Regions from separate parts of the Drosophila melanogaster genome. Here region 1 is linked to region 2. Evidence: chromatin contacts called from public Hi-C data. All regions are on one chromosome and are shown on one strand. Each heading gives the region's core, a stretch centred on a gene start, on an enhancer-like site or on the middle of the called end of the contact. The rest is flanking DNA. Distances are from core to core; before and after follow the strand shown.

Evidence for each region. Hi-C and Micro-C count contacts between places; a contact is called where the count stands out from the background.
Region 1: a contact with region 2 is called in a Hi-C map of the Kc167 cell line, with 2.3 times the contacts expected there. The contact joins the promoter of Rab35 here to the promoter of Hers in region 2. A contact is called at or near these places in 21 of 107 Hi-C or Micro-C datasets (the D17-c3 cell line, the Kc167 cell line, the ML-DmBG3-c2 cell line and 11 more) and 3 of 6 datasets of contacts at active chromatin or transcription factors (all in the Kc167 cell line).

What each region holds. Positions count from the first base shown.
Region 1 is chrX:20,155,802-20,161,439 of dm6, reverse strand. It overlaps Rab35 (Rab35,), which reads left to right and starts at 1,568. Exons shown (of 3, transcript NM_001272810.1): 1 at 1,568-2,544; 2 at 3,171-3,470; 3 at 3,604-5,638. The coding sequence starts at 2,493. The coding sequence ends at 3,857. It overlaps Phf7 (PHD finger protein 7), which reads left to right. Exons shown (of 4, transcript NM_001272812.1): 4 at 1-1,085. The coding sequence ends at 522.
Region 2 is chrX:19,863,244-19,869,106 of dm6, reverse strand. Hers (Histone gene-specific Epigenetic Repressor in late S phase) reads right to left here and starts at 2,961. Exons shown (of 9, transcript NM_001272807.1): 1 at 2,865-2,961; 2 at 1,941-2,314; 3 at 1-706. The coding sequence starts at 697. THADA (THADA,) reads left to right here and starts at 3,583. Exons shown (of 7, transcript NM_134517.3): 1 at 3,583-3,757; 2 at 3,845-4,022; 3 at 4,098-4,379; 4 at 4,449-5,281; 5 at 5,349-5,863. The coding sequence starts at 3,649.

The sequences.
Region 1 (5,638 bases), core at 319-2,818, 290 kb before region 2:
CCATCTACTTCTGCGGGGGCACGCGCTTTAGCCGATCGTGGAACTCGCACATTTGAATCACAGGGAACGCAAACAACATTTCTCTCAAGTGTAGTAACCTCGTTTCGCTCTGCTACTGCAACTGCGACATCATCCACATCCACATCCACATCCACATCCGCATCGACACTTGATAACCAAGAAAACACTGAGCCGTCCACATCGAATGGACGTCGTCCCTGGCGCCCTAGATACGTCTCGCCGCCTAGACACGTGTCGGATAGCGATGACGATAGTGATGAATATGATAGTGATGAATATGAGTCGAAGAGGCGCCAACTTACGCCCACTGCCGCTGCGCCGTCGAATGGCAGGCGTCTGTTGGGCTCCATCTCGCCGGAGCCGAGCACTCCTGCTCCACGTGTCTTACGTCGCCGCACTTTGGCCAACAGGCCTTCCTCACTCGCCAACATGGATATATCCTGTGTGGCCAATAGGACCCGCCACCGCTTGTCCAACCACATGGCCAGCCGCAAGGATTAGGAGAACAGATGACATTACAATAGATCACACTCGCACAAATCCATGTACACGGCAAGATCAATATGGATATATCCTGAGTGGGCAGGATACCCGCAGGGACTAGGAGAACAGATGACAACATCACGATACATAACACTTGCACATTCCATTAACCATCACATCGACTAGGTTGTGGACCAAATGCGTGCGTTTGGTTCGCACCCGTTATTCTCTATTTTCCGCCTTTTGTACATATAAAATTCCATTAAAATCCTGTTCTCCTAGCGGTATTCGCTAATAAGATGCATTTACCATTTATTTGCTTTGTTAAGTAAGCTAAGTAAGTGCTCCTTTCCACACGTATAAATAACTTGTATACATATTTACTTTAAGTAGCTGTAGACATTATTTTCCCCATCTGACTTTCTTTTCAGCAGCTCGCAGTGCCTACATTATTTCAATTACTCTAAGCATTACATTTTTTTGACTAGCGATCTAAGAATCCCTGAATCCAGTATCTGTATCAAGAATCCCAGTATCTGAACGCTAAAATGAAATAAATAAAATTAAAATATTTGAAAAATAAGTTAGAATGATTTTATTTGGATGTTGAAAAAACTTCTCAAAAGTTGTAAACTACGAATACTCACTTTCATTAAGAGTATAGCGTTTTGCTTCTAGTTAATACCCGCTACAAATCGGTATGAAAGTATATAATATTTAGTTTTTTTTTTGGTATTAATATAATATGGGCTTTATAAGTGATTATTTGAAGATTTTTTAAAAATCGCGCCATTCATAATAAATAAGTGCTGGATATGGCCAAAAGTTTATGCACAGGTGGCAACGTTAGCAACCCGCTAAACGGCAACACTTGCGATAATGTTCTCTAAATATATCGATACATATTGATATTAAAAAAAATTGCCAGTATTAATTTATTAAACTAATTTAATTTTTTGAGTGGGCACATTGCATATTTAGTTACAGAAAAATTCGACTTTATGCTCCGGCTAAATGAATCGATGTTTGTGGGGTACTATCTATCCTAAACTATCGATAGCATAAACATCGCATTTGGTTCCGTCTCTAGTGTGGGTGCGTTAGCAATAGTTTATCCAGAATATGAATTAACCAGAATTAATCCGCAACGCCGACGCCCACAAATTCCCACAAATCGTCGTCCTTTCAGCGCTGCAAGAGCAACCCGGAAGCTGGAAAGTTCGAGACCGCCGAGAAGCCCAATATAAATTCAACAGTCAGCCAGAGCTTCACTCCTGTGTGTGTGTGCGTGCGTGCGTATGTGTTCGTGTGTTGTGTCTGTGCTACAGTGTTGGAGAGAGCGAGACGCACGATTGCGAGGGAGTCGAGCTTTGCGAAAATTTGCCAGCCTATATTGAAATATTTTCGGCACCAAATCGCCGTCTTATCCGCCAGCAAGCCATTGGATCTGATGGAAATGAGCCTGCCGCTCGATTTCTCTTCGCAAATCCGCTGTTAAAGCAAAAGCAACAATTGTACCAGTGGAGCCAAAAAAAGAGAAACACACCTACCTAATCAAAGGAAATTAAATAACAAGGCGGCGGCAACAACACTTACATAAATTAACTCGCAACGCAACAACACTAATAACTATAGCTTATCACACAGCAACAAAAACATCAGCAACAGCAGCAAAAACAACAACAACAACAGACCAGCAGCCAGAAAGAACAACAGCTTATCTCAGATATTCAGCCGGCTGCACCAGTGCGAGCGAGAGGGTCGTAGCTTGGGGCGAAAGAGAGGGCGCTTCCGAGAGAGTGCGAAAGAGAGAGAGAGAGAGAGTAAGCGCAGGGAGTGTGCTCCTGTGTGTGTGAGTGTGGGAGCAGGCAGCAGAAAAAAAGAAAACAAAAGTATATTTTGCATTGTTCGACGCGCCTAACTGTAAATATAAAAGCACTTGCAAAAACAAGGAAAAACACAGAAAAACAGCGAAAAAACGTCGAAAAATGGCACGCGGCTTCGATCATCTATTCAAGTTGCTAATAATCGGCGATAGCGGTGAGTTTCCCAGGCATTCCCGTTTCCCACAGACCAGGTGCTTAAAAATAGCATCGAGTTGAAAATAGCAGGTGTAAATTGCAATTTGTCCCCGTTTCCTGGCCAAAAACGCAGTTGTCTCCACCTCCCTTTCGCATTACTGCATCTGATTACCATTAATGTATGTTACATTTAAAATGCTAACGCCAACATGGCGTATGAGTAATGTTGTTTTCAGTTTCCATAATACTTTCAACATTCGTCAGCTTCTTGTTTCTATACTCAATGTTTTTGGCATACTCAACATGTGTTAGGTTGTACTAATTTTATATATTTAATCATAAATGCAAAAGCACTTTATATCAGTCCTGTCCTCCTCCTAACGTAGCTATCTACATATTCATTTGGGCGTATTTCGAGAAAGGTGGTCTGGCTCGGGCAAAACCAGGCTCATGACTAATGGTGACGCACTGGCAGGATATACAGCTTGATATGCGAGCAGACCAGCTGCGGCGGTAACCGGAGCAGGAGAACACTCCCCGCTCCACAGCAATGTCATATGCCGAATGGGCTTACTTGTGTGTAGTAACGATATCACATTTTTGTAATACGAATCCCATTCCATCTTTCCATCTGATCCCCTGCAGGCGTGGGCAAGTCGTCGCTGCTCATCCGGTTCTCGGACGACACATTCTCAGGCAGTTACATCACCACCATCGGCGTGGACTTTAAGATCCGCACCGTGGACATCGAGGGCATGCGCGTAAAGCTGCAGATCTGGGACACGGCCGGGCAGGAGCGCTTCCGGACAATCACCAGCACCTACTACCGCGGCACCCACGGCGTCATTGTCGTCTACGACGTCACGAACGGCGAATCCTTTGCGAACGTCCGCCGCTGGCTGGAGGAGATCCAGAATAACTGCGATGTGGTTAAAAAAGTATTAGGTGAGCCTATATCGTATTACGCACAGAATTGGTTGACCCGTACTGAGAAGTAGTTGTTGGCTATGCCAAGCGGAGCTTAATTAGTAGACAACTTACATTATCGATATAGACTCATGTTTCGATTCCTCAACAGTGGGCAACAAGAACGACGATCCGGACAGGAAGGTGGTCATTACCGAAGACGCGCAGCGGTTTGCGAAACAAATGGACATCGAGCTATTCGAGACATCTGCCAAAGACAACATAAACGTGGAGAACATGTTCTTGTCGATTACGCGACAGGTGCTCGATCACAAGCTGCGCACCTCCCCCAACGAGCAGCAGAAGGACACGCTCCATCTGAAGCCCAATCCCAAGGGCAGCAAGGGTGGGAAGTGCTGCAGGTGAAAGCGGCTCCGGCACGGGAGCTGGCATTGCAACTGGACCGACGGCGACGGCGGCGGCGGCGGCGGCGGCGGGACGGGAATTGGAACTGAAATTAGGACCAGGACCTGGATCAACTTCGGGGGCGGACGGAATCGTTGTGGGGGCGCGTAGTTTGTAGGGTTCTTGGCTTACGATTCGACACAGACACTCACTCACATAGACATAGCTAACACCACCAAACAACCAACAACAAGAAACCACACAAAGCAAACAACACGAGACAACTGAACAACACTCACACCCACTAGAGACAACAATTTTTTTTGTTTTGTTTTTTTTTTTCCTCCTCAGTTTTATTCGGAATAATGCCAGATAGCCGTAAATTAAAGTGTAAAAGTGTAAAGCGCAATTAAATGTATTTAGCAATTTATATACATATTAATATATACATACATAAACAAAATTGAAACAAATTGCATATTTATATACAAGAATATATTTATATTTCAAACGGAAAATTGTATTTACAATAACAAGAGCGACCGCAGGAAAAGGCACGAGGACGCAAACGCCTCGCTCGCTAGCTAAGCTACGAAACACATTTATAGAAATATATAAATATATATACATAGATATACATATGTGGGGAGATCAAATTATTGGCTTCCGATCGCGACTCTCCACTTTTAATACTCCCATAGTTTAAAATTTAAAAACGAAAGCTCTGATCTGCCGACTATCAATCGCGAAAGACACGTTTTGAATGAATCTGAAATTTTATTTGCTTGGAGTGATGCTTTTAAACATTTCGTTGCTCTCGGAAACTGCCTTACTTGTTAAGATTTCATTTGATATTATTGCCGCCATTCCGTGATTGATTTAACTGGATAAACTAAAGAACTTCAGGGACTGTTTCCAATTCTTTTGGATGTGCTTGCTTAAAATGAAAAACCTGAAACTGTCAGCCAATATGATTTCCAATGCAAATTTTCTGAAGAGAAATAGTTGTAGGTAATGTTTGTATCTATTCGAAAACCGGGGAACCAATACTCCAATTCTCTGATATTATATACATACATTACATATGTACCCTCAGAAAGAATAAAGATTGATCTTTGGAAAAACACGATTACTTGCGCTCGGACTGTAATTCAAAACCATGTTTTTAATCCATAGCTATGTTGAATATGTCCAAAATGTAGCCACTTTTCATTTAAGTCCTTAGGCATTGCTGATTTAAAATTAAATAAGATATGATTGGCAATCAACATTTTGTGGCATTCTTTTATGCCACAAATGCATTTAATACATCGCTACATTTGTATTGTATCTAAGTTAAAAACGCACCAAATCGCACTGCAAGCACGTTCGTTATTTTTGGTAAACTTTCCCGATTTTACAATTTTTGTTAGCTTCTAAAAGTAGTTGCATACTCTTCGGCGACTCTATGAAACGAGTGAATAACGTAGTAACGAAGCGCACTAGAATTTATATTTATATGTTCACAATGTACATATGGGTTCGCTTTGTGGTAACCATATTTATTCTGCTTAAAAAACCATTCGATTCATAGATTTATTTTAAATACCACAATAATCGATTTCGGTTCCAGTATATATTTATTTATATGTAAACCTTGAGCTATACCCAAAATTCAAAGACTATGTTATTGCGTTTGAATACCAAAATGAATTACCTAGTTGTGGTTTGGGCTGAAAAAAGCTTTCAGAAAGTGAGGCAAACTCATAGTTAAATACTATTCTCGAATATGAAACCTATATTTCATACCAACCAAAAGAAAA
Region 2 (5,863 bases), core at 1,712-4,211:
CCGCCTTCGGTTTCTCCTTATCGAGTACCTTTTCTGCCGGCTTCTCCGCAACTTTTTCTCTAACTGGCTCCGGTGAGGGACGCACTCGCTTTACAGGCGGCATCTTGCCGGGATTCAGGCTGGAAATCACCTTGACCGCCGCTGCGCGCGACTTGGTCTTGACATTCTCCGAAATGGAGGACTTCAGCACGCCGTCGTTGAGCCGCTCTTCGCCGCTAGGCAGCAGGTTGTCGAAGCCGTGGATCTTGATATCCAGGCTCTTAAGCATCTTGTTAATGGCCCGCGCCTTGCCATCCTCGTGTCGTTCCTCCGGCGACAATTTAAGGCTGTTGGAAGCAGATGCAGATGCAGATGCGGACGGGGCGGTTGTCGAGGATGTGGATGATGTCGTGGTGGAGGTCGTTTGTTTTCCGCCTCCATTTCCAGCACCACCCTCAGTGGTGGCTGTGGACACGCCCGATGATCCCGTTGGATCCTTGGCCGGCTTCTTGGCCGCCGAATCTGTTTTGCTGGCTGACTTCTTGTCATCCGCCTCGTCGCCGCCGCCACCGGAGGCCTTCGTCTGTTTCCCGGGCCGCTTCTTGCCCTGCGTCGAGGACGCCGTCGCTGCTGCGGCAGCTGCTGCTGCCGCCGCTGCCGCAGTCGCCGTCGAACGCTGGACACGCTCGGCGGCATTGGAGCGCTTCTTCGAGACCATTTCGTGGGGCTGTGCGGGAAAGAGGAGCGGTAAACGAGGGAGGTTAATAAATGAAGTATTTCGAGAAGAGACCAAGAAACAAGGGCCTGCCTCCTACACATTCACTTTCGTTTGCCCCCCCCCCCCCCATCCTTTCTGCTCCGTGGTACATTTCAGTTCGGTTCCTTGTAATTCAGCTGAAGTGGCCGCACGTGACAAACAATGGGAACGCCAGCTACGAAATGAAAATGGAGGCGGAGTGCCAGAGAATGCATCTCAACTCGAAACTGTCGGTTGGAACATGGAGTATTTAGAGTACCCATCACTTGCTGTTCTTATTTTCAAATAAAAGAATGAATTGTTTTATATCGATTTGGATTTATTTACTCGACTTAAAGATAATCGGCTGGACCTAGAAGGTTTTAACTGAAATGCAGAACAATTTAGATTTGACCTTTACTAACCTTCAAACTACTAACCTATATATTGTACATATGTAAACGCATTTACAATGTTTGAAAAGCTTTCGATACGCAATTATGCGACATATAATATATATAATATAATATAAAAATATAATATAAAAATATAATATAAAAATATAATATAAAAATATAATATATATAATATAATAATATATATATATAATCATAATTACAAAAATTACTATGCACATCATATTGCACATCGCGAAATTCTATTATTTAATCAATTGTTTTGAAGGAGTAATAAGTATGCAATTACAAAAAGTATTTATTTCAAATTGTTTTATTTTACAGGACTCATAAAAAACTCACTAAACTCATTAAAATGCATTCTCCAATTTAAATGTTTGCTATTTCTTAAAATTTGCTTTATCTTAAAATATAAATAAATAAATTCGATGCAAAGCTAAACCAAATTATATTCTTAAGGACTTAAAAGAATGACATACTAGAAATATTCATTGAAAAATTCGTAACGGATAAAAGGAAAGTTAAACATTTTTCATTGTTCCGAAGCGTGGAATTATTTAAAAAACTCGTACCTATGAAAACATTTTAAAAGATCTGTATTCAGAAAATCACACAAAAGATATTAGCTGGTAGCGGGTTAATTGAATTCGGAATTATATTATCACTATAAGCGAGTGATTACTGTATTCCCACCCACTAAGCCCAGTCTTCCTCCCTCTTCCTCTTCCTTTTCCCTTTTCGGTCGCTCTTATTGTTACGTTTGATGGGGGGGGGGGAGATGCCACCGTTAGAAAGCCAAAGTCACTCACCTCTCGCTCGCACCTTCAGTGGCGCTCGCTTGCCGTCCCGCTCGCTCTCACTGCGCTGTGGCCGTTGGTCCGCTGCAGCTAGTGCAACAGCAACAACAACTACAACAACTGCAACTGCTCTGGGAGCCGCAACAACAACAACAACAGCAGCAAGCACGAGGAGAATGGCCAGCGGAGGGCACGAAAATCCGTAGGCCGCCCATCTGCCGACCTTTAATGACGTTTCGCGATGCTTCCTAAGCCGTTTGTTGTTCTCCTACTTTCGGGCGGGCGCACTTTTATTTATGTTTTTATTTATTTGTGGGTGCTGCTCCACTTTGTGGTGAGATTTATTGTTTTTGCCGATCGCGTTTCACTTCAAACTTGTGCGGCGCCTATTTGCATAGAAGTGTGCGTGTGTGAGTGGGTGGCGGGAGGGGCGGGAAAAAACATAAACATAAACATTTTATACACATTTCGTCACAAATAAAGAGGCGCACACACACATACACATGCACTCACGGTGTATCAACAAAAAAAAGCCTCTCTCTCGCTCGCTCCCTCTCACTCTCACTCCCTCTCTTTTACTCTGGCGCTCCCACACAAAACACACTACACAGGCAAAACGGCCAAGCCAGGTGGATTTCTCCGAATTTTCATAGATGCTTTTCGGGCTTTCGCAAGTTATGTTACATGCTTGTTTTAAGATAGGTTACGAGAAAACGAGGAAAAACACTTTTACGAATCCTCCCCCTCTCACGTACACACACAAATGCACCTTACACCCAACAAATACATACGCACGCACACGCACACGTCGAGCGTTTGGCATACGAAAACATGATGCAAACTTTTCCTATTGGAAACCAATTGTGTTTTCCATCTGAATCGGATGGCACCGTGGGCCGAAATATTTACTATTCGCACATAAAAATCGCATCGTACAGGGCTCACTCAATAAACAAATCACAGGAAAAAAAATAAATAACCCAATGCACATTAGAGGTGGAACTAGGACCTATTTCCATGCGATACTATCGATAGATACGTATCAAGTTTTGTTGGTGCTGTGTGTAACGGGCAAGGAGAGCGGATGGCAACTCTTGTCGCGGCGCGTATCTCCGATAGAAGAAAAGGTGGCAGCACAGAATTTATGGGCGCACTGGGTTAGCAGAGGAGCAAGTACTTGCTAAGCGTGAGTGTTTGGCATCCCAGATGTGGAACTTAGTTCCACAAAGTAAAGTAAGTAAATAAGTAAAGGTGGCAACTAATGTCGTAAACAATATTACCGCTTGGGAATCGATTCTTTTCGATTCTAAAAAAGATCGATTAAGTCGAAAAAAACGGCCTTAAATCAATTAATCAGCTTAAAAATTAAGAGGCAGCTCTTATGCTTAGAATTTTTGTTATCTAAAAAAATGCAATGTTAATATATTTTGTAAGATCAATATGTTTTCATAGATTATTTATAATCCACTGGTACGTAGGGGGCAGTACAAATGTGATTAATTTAATTGAGGAATATTACTTTAAGATTAGATTTGTCACCTTATAAAGATAGATAGACATAGCATCGATTTCCTAGTAATGTTATCGATTTCTTCGCCCATCTGAAAATATCGATTAGATCGATTTTGAAATCGAATTGCTCACAGCTCTACTGACAACACCAAAGTGGCTGATTTAAACCATCTGATATTTACTATTTATCCGCAATCCTGACAGAACCATGAACGATCTGAACCTGCGCGTGGCCGCCTTGAAGGTGTGTGCTCACCCCAAGAGATTTGCCGAGCTGCGCGACGCCCTTGTGCCACTGCCCAACACGTGGATTGCCGGTGGGTTGTGGTGGGTCACTTAGTGACCACCAGTAAGCTATGTATAAACATGCATGCTGAGGCTCCAATCGCTTCTCCATTTTCCAGCGCCACATGACTTTGTGCTCCAGTTCGCGGCGGCCAAGAGCAGTGCGGAGCAGGTGCAGGTGGTCAAGGATGTCTTTTACGGGGAGCAGGCGCAAGATCATGAAGATGTAGCCCACTTCCTGGCGGATCTCCTGCTGGCCAGTCCCCTGAAGCACGCCGTGCGCAACCAGCTGACCAAGTACGGTGAGCCCACGGCGACTCAAGCCACACGATCCAACTGGATGTCCTATAGCCGATGATCAATCCCATTTAGACTCTTCTCGGACAATGCGCTGGCCAAACAGAATGCGTCGCCACATCGCAGGCACTCGAAGGAGCACCTGCTGGAGGCTCTGCAGCAGTCGCTCGGCGAAATGGCCAACAGTCTCGCAGTGATCACGCCGCCTGTCAGCCACGAGCGCACCAACGATGTCTTCGTGTCCGCCAACGCCTGCCTGCAGAACTTTCCCTTTGGACGGGAGGCCCTGGGCAAACAGGTGCATCGCTTTGCGCCGCTGCTAACTACCGCCTTGGAGCGCTACTGGGCGGACATTTGGTGCGTCAATCTAATGTATATGATAGCTGCGCACAATGCTGACTCCACAATTACCTTGCTTTAAGACAGTGACCCTACGCTGGAACTCTCGCCAACGCGTCGCAACGAGCTCTACTTGTACGTGCAGAATGCGCTGCGGTTCTTGGTTAGTCTGCTGGCCGAGTGGAGCGACAAGTTGCGCCTGTTCGAGGATCAGCGGTTTCCGGGCACGTCGAATGCGGTGGCCCAAAAGGTGGCTCGCTACTACGACACTCCGTGGGACGTACGCTCCATTGCCGCCCTGCTGATCGGTCACCTGGCTCGGTTTTCCGGAACATTCAAGGCGTATGTCGAAGACTGCTCGAGGCCAAAGGCAGAGCAGGATGTTCCCATACAGATGGCCGCCCTGCTCGTCCTGCGGCCCGTCGATTATACAGAAAACGCTACACTAGCACTGGCTATTCTGAAGAGGATCGTGGCCGTCAGCGAGCTGAAAAGCACCGTGACCAATCTGCTTGTCTTCCTTTCCAAGCATCTGTTCATTTACTCCAAATCGCTGGGCGAGATGCACGCCCATCTTCCTGACGACCAGAAGTTGCTATACCAACGGATCTTGGCACAGCTGCAGGTGTTCGCCCTGCAGAATATCTCCAGTGACACGGACTCCGTGCGCCACATGAGCAGCGCCCTGCTGCACCAGGTGCTGCAGCACGCCCAGGCCGCCGGCCAGGAGGAGCTCTTCCAAGTCGTCTATCGCCAGTTTGAAGATCGTGCTGCATACCTAAATGCCAGTTGCATGGCACTGGAGCAGCTGGTTGCGGTGGCCGGAGTCAGCAAGTCCATCGAGAACTGTCCTTCGCTGTTCGGAGTCATATTCCCGCGCCATCTGGGCTGTGAGGATTGTGTGGATGCCCTGTTCAAAGGCAAGTATCCTTCATTGAATGCAGCCTCGAATCGTGTACTTATTCCTTTTGTTATTATACTTATTAGCCATGATGGTATCGGCCCACAAGACGGAACCCTTCGCCGAGTGGCAGAGCCGGTGGTTCGGTCTGCTTTTGGCGGCAATCCGCGTGCCGGAGAAGCGCCGCCAGGTCATTGAGGAGCTGATCGCACAGGCCGTACAGCTGGAGCCAACGAGACTGGCGCAAGTGCTCCTGCCAGACGACCGGCTGCCGCTTAGCTGCAAGCTGGCGGCGATTCTGGGCGTGAGGCAACTCAGCGCCAGGCGGCAGAATCTGTTGCGTGGCATGAAAGAGGAGGTGGAACAGGCCCTCATCGGACTGGACGACCACACGCGCCTACTGGCGCTGCGATTTCTGGTGGAGACGCCGCGTCCCAGCGAACTTTTAAATGCCGACCAAATGGGCGCCATTGAACTTTACGTGCGGCACAATGCCAACAATCCTAGCGCCCATCTGCGGCAGCTAGGCTACGGTCTGCTGCAGAAGGCCCTCAAGAGAGTCCATTTCGGCCTGGTCGAGTACCGGAAGAGCCGCACGCCG